Regions from separate parts of the Mus musculus genome. Here all the other regions are linked to region 1. The links are chromatin contacts, called in public ChIA-PET maps. All regions are on one chromosome and are shown on one strand. The core of a region is the stretch at or near the end of the contact, and the rest is flanking DNA. Distances in the headings are between cores, read along the strand shown.

The links. ChIA-PET counts read pairs in DNA pulled down with a chosen protein or histone mark.
Region 2: an RNA polymerase II ChIA-PET map of effector CD8 T cells shows a contact between it and region 1, with 6 read pairs. The contact joins the promoter of Cabin1 here to the enhancer-like site in region 1. A contact is called at or near these places in 19 of 39 promoter capture datasets (the 3T3-L1 cell line, 3T3-L1-derived adipocytes, the C10 cell line and 14 more), 3 of 484 Hi-C or Micro-C datasets (CD4 T cells, the G1E-ER4 cell line and pre-B cells), 2 of 115 datasets of contacts at active chromatin or transcription factors (bone marrow-derived macrophages and effector CD8 T cells) and 2 of 9 other capture datasets (adipose tissue and pancreatic islet).
Region 3: a contact with region 1 is called in an RNA polymerase II ChIA-PET map of effector CD8 T cells, with 11 read pairs. The contact joins two enhancer-like sites. A contact is called at or near these places in 1 of 115 datasets of contacts at active chromatin or transcription factors (effector CD8 T cells) and 2 of 9 other capture datasets (liver and pancreatic islet).
Region 4: a contact with region 1 is called in an RNA polymerase II ChIA-PET map of effector CD8 T cells, with 12 read pairs. The contact joins two enhancer-like sites. A contact is called at or near these places in 1 of 39 promoter capture datasets (neural stem cells) and 1 of 115 datasets of contacts at active chromatin or transcription factors (effector CD8 T cells).

The regions. Positions count from the first base shown.
Region 1 is chr10:75,534,922-75,537,701 of GRCm38.p6, forward strand. Snrpd3 (small nuclear ribonucleoprotein D3) reads left to right here. Exons shown (of 4, transcript NM_026095.4): 4 at 340-519. The coding sequence ends at 401. Among named protein-coding and RNA genes, the nearest start is that of Snrpd3, 18 kb to the left of the region's middle. Within about 2 kb of position 1,485, at least 28 of the 459 cell types and tissues checked have an H3K27ac peak or open chromatin away from gene starts, as enhancers often do. A contact at or near this core is called in effector CD8 T cells, where this site is marked.
Region 2 is chr10:75,762,814-75,765,874 of GRCm38.p6, forward strand. It overlaps Cabin1 (calcineurin binding protein 1), which reads right to left and starts at 1,544. Exons shown (of 37, transcript NM_172549.3): 1 at 1,212-1,544.
Region 3 is chr10:75,720,649-75,723,682 of GRCm38.p6, forward strand. Cabin1 (calcineurin binding protein 1) reads right to left here. Exons shown (of 37, transcript NM_172549.3): 23 at 630-891. Among named protein-coding and RNA genes, the nearest start is that of Gm40696, 25 kb to the left of the region's middle. Within about 2 kb of position 1,478, at least 8 of the 459 cell types and tissues checked have an H3K27ac peak or open chromatin away from gene starts, as enhancers often do. A contact at or near this core is called in effector CD8 T cells, where this site is marked.
Region 4 is chr10:75,281,534-75,284,233 of GRCm38.p6, forward strand. The region is part of intron 13 of Specc1l (sperm antigen with calponin homology and coiled-coil domains 1-like); the gene reads left to right. It also overlaps the pseudogene Gm46234. Among named protein-coding and RNA genes, the nearest start is that of Adora2a, 34 kb to the right of the region's middle. Within about 2 kb of position 1,373, at least 76 of the 459 cell types and tissues checked have an H3K27ac peak or open chromatin away from gene starts, as enhancers often do. A contact at or near this core is called in effector CD8 T cells, where this site is marked.

The DNA of each region.
Region 1 (2,780 bases), core at 235-2,734:
GTGATGGTACGTGAGGAACAACATTTGAGGTTATCTTATGTCCTGTATATAGTCACATGCCATGGCCCTTCCTCTTATCCACACAAACAGAATTGAATACATCCGTAATAGCTCTGAGAATTTGTCATTCCTGTGCTATTATTCACACTGCTGTGCTGTCGGCACTACCTCCCACCATGACACCAGTTATCAGCACCAACTTCCACTCCTCTTCCTTCTCACCGCATGATTTGGTCCAGGCAGCCTTCCAGGCCTCTTCCAGACTGATGCCCAGGCTTCAGCTGGTGCTGTTGTGAGCATCCCAGCCCCCCTGACCTCTCTTCTTCTTCTTTGTTTCAGTGGCCGCACGAGGGAGAGGACGTGGGATGGGACGTGGGAACATCTTCCAGAAGCGAAGATAATATTCTCCATTGAAGAGAACGTTGTCCTTTCTTCTCTTTGATTATTGCAGGGGTTTTGGGGGGAGGGGGTATTACATGTGCATATGTCTTAGATTTTCTTTTGATAAACTGTTAAGCTAAATAAAATTTGGTTGTTTTGTGGTTTGTGTGAGGCTTTTTTGTTTTGTTTTGTTTTGTTTTTGAGGAAATAAGAACTGTGTGTTCGTGTTTGTAGTTTGCTTTGGCAGCAGGTTAGAATCTGACACCTTTGGACATGTACTGGGGAGATGCCAGCACTCTTCAAGCAGCAGTGTGTGATAAAGAGTGCAAGCACTTTTCAGGCCTCTTTCTAGTTGAAGGGAGAAAAGCCTAACTAAGAGAGGAACCCTGTGTTACATGAACACTCAGTGTGGCACTTTCCCAGCTAACCTGACACAGGCAACCTGACCTGTGAAGATGACTCATGCTCTGATCAGTAATACAGTAATCATAGTGTCTCAGCATTCGACAGCTCCAGAGGGAACCCTGTCTGTAGCTACTCATATTCAACTCGCTCCACACAGTGTTAGGAGCATCTCAGCATTGATAAGCACACTAATTTTTTAAAGGTTTATTTTATTATGTATGCAGCGTTCTGCTTGCATATATGCCTGCACACCAAAAGAGAACACCATCATAGATGGTTGTGAGCCACCATGTGGTTGCTGAGAATTGAACTCAAGACGGAAGAGCAAACAGTACTCTGAACCTCCGAGCCATCTCTTCAGTCCTCTTTGTTTTTTCTTGCACTTGGAGTACTCTGGTGGTTGCCTTGGCCTAATGGAGTCTTTGGTGGTGGTTATAGTTTGGTGTGCTCCTTTCCTGCAGCTTTCTTTCTCATTCAGTGTGATGCCAACTTTAGTGGGCTGATTCAAGTTGACATGTGTCGTCTCAGGGTTGGGTGCAAGCATAAGCCTGCAGCATGACCCGTCAAGCCCCACCCAGTAGGCCATGTGCGCTTCATCACCAGCTGTTTATGTGGTGAAATGTTAACATCCTTACCCTCCAGCATTTACCCTCCACCATGGCTGTGGGTTGCCAGGGGTGGGGTGGTTGACACAGATTCTCTTTACATAGACCTACTTGCTCTGTAAACTAAGTAGCTCAGACTCGGGTGCACATGCATGGACTTCCTGAGTGCCATGGTTAAGGGCGTGGGCCACTATACCCAGCCAAAAAACAAAGCTTGAGTTCATCTCTGCCTCTGTCGAATGTCATGCAGAAGAGACGGAGTGTGCCTTCATTTCTAACAGGATTGCTAGTATGTGTTGGAAACCATTTCTTTCAGGCTGGGCATGGTGGTATAGACCATAATCCCAGCACTCAGGCAAGTGGATTTCCAAGCTCAGGGCTTGCTACTTAATGAGTTCAGGCCAGCCTGGGTTAGACACTTTTCCTCCCCTCCCCTCCCAGAATACATACATACACCTTACATATTTACACATGCTTAGATTTTTTTTTTAATTCACTTTTTGAGGATGCCTGCCAGCACACATGTGAAAGTCAGAAGACAACTTTTGGGAGTTGCTCTCCCATCTTCTTTGGAATCAAACTTAGGTTGTCAGGGTTTACAGTAATTCTGCCCGCCCCCTCCAGCTTTTAGCTCATCACTTCTTTCAAATGTGTCTGCTTAGCCTTTGCTGTCCCAGTTTTGTGCACTATCATTTGTGTTCCCCAGCACCTGTCTTCCTGATTGTAATTCTGCCACTGCCATCCATACTTGTTATATCATGACTGGTTAAATTATGACTAGTAAGCCACGGAGTAGTGCTGAAGACTGTTCCCTGGGAGTAAGTCCCGTGTGCGGCCACCTGCTGGTATCTTGACTTTTATCTTGGCTTTAGTCCCTGTATATCCCTGGATCAAAGACTTGGAGCCTGTTGCTATTTATCTGTTCTTTATCTGTAGTCTGAACTGGTTTACCCTGCTGTTGTCACCCCAAGTTCTTGCCATCCCCTTCCTCAGCTCAACTCCTGTTTTCAGTGTAGGTTCTTTCTGTTTGGTTTATTTTATTGTATTAATAAATGGTGCATGAAAAGTTTGTTTGATTATTCCAAGACTGCCTATCTGAATTTTAAGTTAGAACCTGCACTCCATCCAATTGAATGATGTGTTCAGTAGGGAGACAGGACCAAACAACTACTTGTCCCAGGTAGCAAAACAAAGACAGGTCCAAGTACAGATATTACCAGAATCCAACTTGGTGAACCAATAAATTGAATTAGGAGTATTTATAAGAATATGGGTGGAGGGTTACCTACAGGAGCAGAAAATGACAAGTGTATCACCAAAACTTAACCCAGCATGGGTTCTGACATAGACCTGAAAACCTGGAGTGCACAGCATGACCTGCAGAGAGCA
Region 2 (3,061 bases), core at 294-2,793, 230 kb after region 1:
TTGTCAGGGATAAGGGAGTTTTCAAGGTAGGGTCTCCCTGTGTAGCTCTGACTATCCTGGAACTTGCTCTGTTCCACCTGTCTCGGCCTCCACAGTGCTTGGGATTAAAGGCACACACACCATTACACACAGTGTGATGGTTTGCATATGCTTGGCCCAGGGAGTGGCACTATTTGGATGTGTGGCCTTGTTAGAGGTGTGTCACTGTGGGAGTGGGATTTTATACCCTAGTCCTAGCTTCCTGGAAGTCAGTCTTCTGTTAGCAGCCTTCAGATGAAGATGTAGAGCTCTCAGCTCCTCCTGCACCATGCCTGCCTGGATGCTGCCATGTTCTCGACTTGATGATAATGGACTGAACCTCTGAACCTGTAAGCCAGCCGCAATTAAATGTTGTCCTTTATAAAACTTGCCTTGGTCATGGTGTCTGTTCACAGCAGTAAAACCCTAACTATGACACCTGACTTCTGGCAGTCTTGAGGTTATGGTAGAACTGTGTGTGAGAGACTGACTTAACATAAATGCCCCTCTCTATGCCTGTTTCCTCTATGATGTGACATGCTGGTCTAGACATGGCCTGTAGGTTCACCATCCACTGCTATTATACAGCCCGAAAGGAGGATTTTTTTTTCTTTTTTACATTTCTAATGAGGAAAACAACCAGCCAACCAACCAACCTCTTGATTCATGACAATTACATAAAAATTATTTCCATTCAGCTTTCAGTATCTATAAATAAAATTATAGTGACACACTGTCTCATATATTGTCTTTGACTTTATTAATGAAACAATTGAACAGCCACCCCAAATCTAAAACACTTACCATTAAAAGTATTGTTTTTTTTTAAATTAAATTTACAACATAAAATATAAATCTATCTACAAGAGTGTGCCAACCCCTGAAGGAGATCATTCTAAATTTTATTCCTAAGCAAATTAATCAATCACATAGAAGGAACTTTACCCAGATGAGGTTCAATAGGCCACACTGATGACCTATAAGAAGTCACGTCTTGAAGAGTTAAGCGGCAAAGTCCACAAGTGCAGAAACCTGACAGCGCCAGGTGAAGTCGTTCTACCTGCCTCCTCCATGGAGGGTGTTGAGCAGAATGGCTGCAGTCGGGGTAAGCCGCACCGGAACTTTAAAGTCGTTTAAAACCTTCCCTCGGCCTCAGTTTCCACCCCTGGAAATGGTACTCACATCACACTCACCTCGCTGGGCTGCGGTGAAGGTGAACGAAAGGACGCACCGAAAGGGATGGCTTCGAGCTGCGGTCACTGTGACCCACCCTAGGCGCCACCGGGCGAGGCTGCGGGAAGCGAGAAGAAGCCAGCGTGGGCAGAAGACCCGCGCCCGTGCCTTCGGGTCTCGAGCCTGGCTTCGGCCCACCGCGCCCGGGAGGAAGGGGAAGAGCGGGTCTTCTCGCGTGGTTCCACCTCCTCGCGCTCACGGGAGCCGTGCGCACACTTAGCAGACACACACAGCCCTTGCTCCCCGGAACTCGACCGGCGTCTCCAGGGCAACGGCCGGAGCTCCCAGACTCCTGCGCGCGACAAACCAACAAGGAACGCTCTCATTGGCTGAAGTGTCAGCCTTATCAGCCAATCGGAGTAGGCTGTTTGGGCGGACCCACGGGTTCGCTGTGCGCTGTGTCTTTGACTCGCGCGCGTGGGAACGCTGCTGCCTGCTGCTGCTGCGCTCCGCTACCTGCAGGACTTAACAGTTTTGTTTTATTTTGCTTTGGTTTTGTTGTTGCTATTGTGTTTTATTTTGGTCTGGTTTGTTTTAAGCAGTGTCTCACTAGTGCAGCCCAAACTAGCTTCGAACTCGTGGCTATCCTCCGGCTTCGGACTCCGGCTTGCTAAGGTTACTGGCCATCACATACTACCACTTGCACGCACGCTTTATGAACGCGAGTTTACAAACTAGAACCCCCCCCCCCCCCATTCACTAAAACAAGCGCATTGCTGCCAAAGACCCGGAGCAGGTGTTCTGACGATAATGATTGGAAACCCAAGCGACACGCAAGCAGAACTAGATAGGGAGCTGGAACTTGTTATGGTGCCCAGGCCTCGCCTCTTCTGCCTGGTCTGGAACTCCGTATTTACAGGCTCTCCGACTCACAAAGATAAGCCTGCCTCTGTCTCCCAAGAGCAGGGATTAGATACATGAACGACTTAGAAACGCAAATGATTTAAAAACCAAAGGGCGGGGGAGCAGACCCGCTTAAGAAACGTGTCAGAGAAGTTTACCGGTTTTTGAGCAGAAAAACCTGATAAGGAGAGGTTAGTATTTTGGGAGTTGATGCAACCCTTTAGGGAGGAGCTCCACACTGCTGGAATCCCTGGTGGCAAAGTATCCCACAAGAATGATTTAAATAACACTAAGGGGCTGCAGAGCCGTCTTGGCAGTTCAGAGCACTGGCTTCTCTTCCAGGGGACCTTGGTTTGAAGACCAGCATTGGCACAGCTCACAACCGGCTGTAATTTCAGTTCAAGAGTTCAAGACGATCTCCAACGCCCTCTTCTGGCTTCTTCTGGAACTGCACAATGTGGTACACAGCCATACATGCAAGCAAAACACTCATACACATAATTTTTTTTAAAAAAAGGTTTGTTTACTTTATGAATGTAAGTACACAATATCTGTATTCAGACACACCAGAAGAGGGCATCGGATCCCATTACAGATGGTTGCAAGCCACCATGTTGGGAATTGAACTCAGGAACTCTGAAAGAACACATTAAAATTTTTTTTTTTTTTTTTTTTTGGTTTTTTGAGACAGGGTTTCTCTGTATAGCCCTGGCTATCCTGGAACTCTGTAGACCAGGCTAGCCTCGAACTCAGAAATCCACCTGCCTCTGCCTCCCAAGTGCTGGGATTAAAGGCGTGTGCCAACACTGCCCAGCTCACATAAAATTTTTAACAATGAATGTTACGGCTTTTTTCCCCCATATTGTAAGAGTTTGAAAACTTATTTAAAGCTGGGCATGGTGGCACACGCCTTTAATCCTAGCACTTGGGAAGCAGAGGCAGAGTGACCAGGTGATCTCTGTGAGTT
Region 3 (3,034 bases), core at 228-2,727, 190 kb after region 1:
AAAACCTGAAACCAAGTACTATCTACCTGACTGGTCAGCTCCTTCAACCTTCTTCCTCAGAGATCTTCCTGAGCTCCAACCTCTTACTGCCCCGCTGGCCTGCATGGTGTGGGGATGTAGCTCTACAGCAGTCTGTGCTCACCAGGTCTGATCTCTAGCAGCCTCCACCTGCTGCTAAGAAATCCGAAAGCATGTCGGAGCGATCCCTTCACTTGCATCTGAAGGAACCAGTGATGCTCTACAGAGCAGAGCTGTAGGTCAGACCTGCATCCTGCCGAGAGGAACACCACACATGGCAACTGAAAACCCTAATGCCAGGCCAAGCATATTACCGCGGCCCCCACGTCCTTCTCTGGAAACAGGGAATCGGTGCCTACTTCAGATGGTCTTATCCCTTCTTCACTACTCAACTCCGTTCAAACTGATGACCAGTCAGGCAGGTCATAAGAGTCTACCTCTGAAATTGTTGTCAATGGACTAGGTGCCCAACGACCAAGAAACAACAACATTCCTGCAGGAAAACAGTTCACATGTCCCAGAGAGCTGGTGTGTCAGAACAAAGAGCAGCAGGGACCTAGGCCAGCCTATTTAGACAGACAATGGCAGGCCCTCTGTAGCACCCTCCTCACCTGCTGCACAAGCTCCGGGGGCAGCTCACTTCTCCACTGCTTCAGCTGACGGGATGCGAAAGAGTGTAAGGCATAGGACATGGTACCATACTCAATCCACAAGGACAAATTAGAGCTGTCAATCTCAAGGGCCCTCCGGAAGCAGTTGAGAACAGGTGTGGCATGTTTCCAGATGGGCCCATCACTCTTCAGCTCATTTGAGTTCAGCTTGTCCTGAATTCGGCTGGCCCGGGCCAGAGCCATTCCCGCCCAGGAGTCAAACCTAGGGTAGTGAGAAAAGCAACAGCTACCAACATTGCTGACCTGAAGGATGGACGGCAGACACTACAGCTTGACAGAGAGTCCGGCAGATACTACAGCCTGACAGACAGTCGGCAGACACTATGGAAGCAGAGCTAATGCTGCCCCTCCTATACACCATCAGTTCAGCCCACCACACCTTAAAACTGGCGTGCGGAACTCTCTGATCACCCCAGGAGATGGCAAAGGCAGAAGCAGCCAGGGAAACCCAGAGGTGCTTTTACTACCCTCCAACACGCTCGCGTGACACCGTGCAAGAGAGAAGCAGGAAAGACACCAAAGACACGCTGGTGCAGAGGACAGCAAGCATGGGAGAGCTTTCTCAGAGGAGCCTTTCTTCCTCAGTGGCCTGGGAGTTCTTCCCAGCTCAGCTCGGGTTACTCTGGAGAAGGGGACAGGGAGAAGGGCTAAAGGGGAAGATTCTTCTTTACCAGGGCCAACTTTACAACAGGGACTTCTTTTCAATAGCTACCAGTTCTAGGAGAAGCTGCCCTCACTTTGAGGAAAGGAGACATGTGACTGTGCCTATGTGTCTACATAAGAACCACATCCTCCATACACAGCAACCACAGCAGAAAAGCATCACTGTGAAAGCTAAGAAGCAGGCTGGAGGGCTGGCAAGATGGCTCAGTGGGTAAGAGCACTGACTGCTCTTCCAGAGGTCCATAGTTCAATTCCTAGCAACCACATGGTGGCTCACAACCATCTATAATGAGATCTGACTCCCTCTTCTGGTGCACAGTGTATTTATGTATAATAATAAATGACTCTTTGGGCTGGAACAAGCAGGGACTGAGTGAACAGGGCTGACTGGAGCAAGTCGGGTTGACTGGAGCAAGTTGAGAACCTAAAATAAAATTCAATCCCCAACAACCACATGAAGGTTCAAAACCATCTGTACAGCTACCGTGTACTCATATACATACATACATACATACATACATCTTAAAAAAAAAAAGCAGCAGGCTGGAGAGATGCTCAGCAATGAGGAGCACTGACTGCTCTTTCGGAGAGCCTGGACTTGGTTCACAGCACCCACACAGCAGCCTAGAGTCATCAGTAATTCCATTTCCAGGGATCTGATTCTCTCTTTCGGCTCTACATGTACCAGGCACGCACATGATGCACAGATATACTTACAGGCAAAGCACCCATATACATTAAGAACAAACAAACAAATAACAACAAAAAACGCACAGGGGAAAAACTACTGAGAGTGACCCCTCCTAATGTAAGTGTCAAATCCAGGTGCATCTGCACACAACCCATATTCTAGGAGTACAGGCCTGCAGGGCAACCTGTGGCTCAGTAACAATGTGACCCCAGGAGGAGGAAGTACCCATAGTCCATATTCTCTGCTCTTATGCAGAGCAGGTTTAGTCCTGGTACTGGGCTCAGAGCTGTTTCCAGAGCAGAAGTGCTGAGCCAACTAGGTATTAGCCCCACCTCCATCCCAAAACACCTATCTAATTTGGTACCACTTGCAGTTCAGCCAAAAGCAGGAAAGTGAAGGAAAGCTGCAAGATCCTCAAAGGACCTCTAACAGTGCAGCGAGGGCCCTGCTGTTCACCCTACCATCTATCATGGGTGTCAACCCTATCAGAAGGCTTAGAGGAAGAGGAAGACGAAGGAAGGAAGAAAAAAAGAAAGAACGAACGAACAAACCAACTTTATATTTTAGCTAGTACCAAGGAACTGATGGAGCCCAAGTCTCTACTGGTATCTGCCTGTAAAGCTCAGAATAAAGGCGGCTCTGGAATGAGACCTAGCACCAAGCTGACAAAAGCCTTTCTACACTGGGACCCATCCTCAGAGGAGATATTCCAGTACCCTGAGGGCTGGATCTACTAGACAAACATCCTCTAAACAGGTGAGAGCAGTTGTTCTCAACCTGTGGGTCGTGACCCCTTTGGGGGTTGCATTATCAGATATCTTGCATATTAGATTATTTATATTACAATTCAAAAACAAAACAGTAGCAAAATTATAGTTATGAAGTAGTACTGAAATAACTTTATGATTGGAGTCACCACAACATGAGGAACTGTATTAAAGGCTTGCTGCCTTAGGAGGGCTGAGGGCCACTAGACTAAAGGGAGGTCTAG
Region 4 (2,700 bases), core at 123-2,622, 250 kb before region 1:
AAATCATATCATCTGCAAATAAAGGTGCTTATGCTACTTCCTTCCATTTGTCTCCTTTGGTCGCCTTCCATTGGAGTGGAGTGGAAGCGCCATTCAATTCTATTATGACTTCATGTACTAACGGGCATCCTTGTCTTGGTCACTAATGCACATCCTTGTCTTGGTCCTGATTTAAGTGGAAATGCTTGAGTTTCTCTCTGTCTAGGTTGATGGGCCATGGTCTTAGTGTAGAGTGTCTTTATTATCTTGAGGTGTATCCTTTGTGTCCTTGTAAAAATCTTGCCAGAACTGTTATCATGGAAGGACATTAGCTTTTGTCAAAGGCTTTTTCTCACCCCATGAAATGATCATGTGGGTTTTGTCTTTCAATGTATTTACATGGTTCATTACTTGATTATGGAGGAAATTGCATTTGATGTGTTCTTAAATCCAGATTGCAAGTATTATATTAAGAATTTTTGCATCTATGTTCATAAAGGAGGTTGATCTGTTGTTGTTGTTCTTGTTATTGGTGGGGTTTTTTGTGTGGTTTTGGGATCAGGGTAACTGTTGCCTTGTATGAAGGATTAGTAAGTGTTCTTCAGTTTCTAGTTTGTGGAGCAATTTTACAAGTATTGCCATTAATTCTTTTTTAAAGGTCATGTTGAATTCTGTGCTGAATCTGTCTGACTTTTCTGGGTTTTGTTTTTTGTTTCGTTTTGGTTTTTTTGTCATTGTTTGGTTGGAAGTCTTTTAATTATTGTTTTTGTTTCACTAGGGGTTATAGGTCTGTTTGAATTGCTTATTTGATCTTGATTAAATTTGGTAGATTGTATATATCATATTCATCTATTTCTTTTAGGCTTTCCAGTTCGGTAGAGATTGTTAAAGTTTATCCTTAGGAGTCTCTGAATTTCCTTAGTGTCTGTTGTAATGTGCCCCCTTTCATCTCTGATTTTATTAATTTGGATCTTTTGTCTCTTATTTAGTTTGGCTAAGTATTTATTTGTCAGTCTTTTTTTTTTTTTTCTCTAAGAACCACCTCTTTGTTTCCCTGATTCTTTGTATTTTGTTGTTTGTATTTCATTCAGCCCTTAGTTTGATTGTATCTTACCATCCACTCTTTTTGAGTCAGTCACCATTTATTGCAGGTTGGTTCTCAGTCAGGATTTAGAGATTTAGCCACAGCTGAATTCTTCCTGGGTCGGGGCTGGGTACCAACTATGCTCAGCTGTGCTCAGCTGTGCCTCCACACTGACCCTTTTCAGTGCTTCTTACTTTACTAATCATGTTTGAGTTCCTCATAAGAAAGCGGAAGCTGAAAACCACACAGGCTGCCAACACCATGTTAAACCCACAGCGCTGCCTTTCTGGACTTTGATGTACTTGTGATACTGGCTGTAACCTCTCTGAGAGGTTCCCATAATGCCACTGGGGCTGAAATTCCGCATCACTATCCAGTTTAGCAGCTCTCCAAGTTTAACCTCTGTGAGTTTCTCCTTCAGTGACACTAGTGACGCCATCATGCAGTCCTGGTGTCCCAACCAATGCGGATGCTGGAGACTGATTTCAAGTCCTCTGTAAGAACAGTACGTGCTATTGACTGCAGAGCCATCTATCCAGCCCTACCCATAATCTTTTTAAACTAAAAGACTGATCTGTTAGAGTTCTTAATGTGTCAGACACCATGTAAGAAGTGCCAGAATCCCTGTCCAGGCTGGCTGTGTGCATGTGTGACGTGTCTCCTTAGGCATCAGCAGTGGGTTCAGGCCTTTGGTCTCTGCTGCCTCACAAATCTCTGTTGAGAGAGGGCACGTTGTGACACTTGATTGTTGAGTGGAGAAGAAGCTGACGTGACACTTAGTATGCACTGTTCTCACAGACCCCTAAATGGACCATGGATGCTTTATGTCAAGGGAACTGTCTAATCAATGGAGAGAGATTCCATATCTTCTGTCATTAACTCTTTTAAGTGGCATCCTCAAATTACTGTGCTGATGACTGTAATCTTATTAACCATCCATTACAAAACAAGCCCCTGTGAATTCACCTTTTAGCTAACAAATACTTTTGTCTACTTTAAATCGTGCCCTGCCATGCATTAAAAACACTGTAGAGTGGCTAACTCTGGAGCATTAGTGTTGGAAGGTCCTAGATGCTCTGATTTATTGAGGGAGTAAAACCCCCTCAAAGATAACAAAGTGCCTCAGTTATATTGTGATTTCACAGGCGACTTCTAGATTTTTCAAGACCTACTTTAATAAGGCTTCTTAAACACTTCAACCTCCTTTATAGCCCACCCATCAAAGGTAGGGGAGTAAGATGGATAGTAGGAAGAGAGGGACATTATAGCCCACCAATCAAAGGTAGGGGAGTAAGATAGATAGTAGGAAGAGAGGGACATGGACCTGTTGAGAAGTAGTTCCTTGGGGCAATTCCAATCTTCATTGTCAGCAGTCCAGTTCACTCAGATCAGCAGGAGGGCTCGATCTCATGATTGGCATGAGAATGCTGACGCAGCAGGAAGCAGCGGGAACACCTCTAGAAGTAGTTTGGGTACATTTCTTAGCAAGCAGAGGTCAGCAAAGAAAGCAAGGCAAACCAATGCCAGAGCATTGCCCACTGTCTGTTGGGTTAGACTTTTAGTCTTTGCAAACATCCAGTGTCCTCTCAAGGGTCCACTCCAGTGAAAGATCTCATGCCCTTTCACCAGATAGCTTC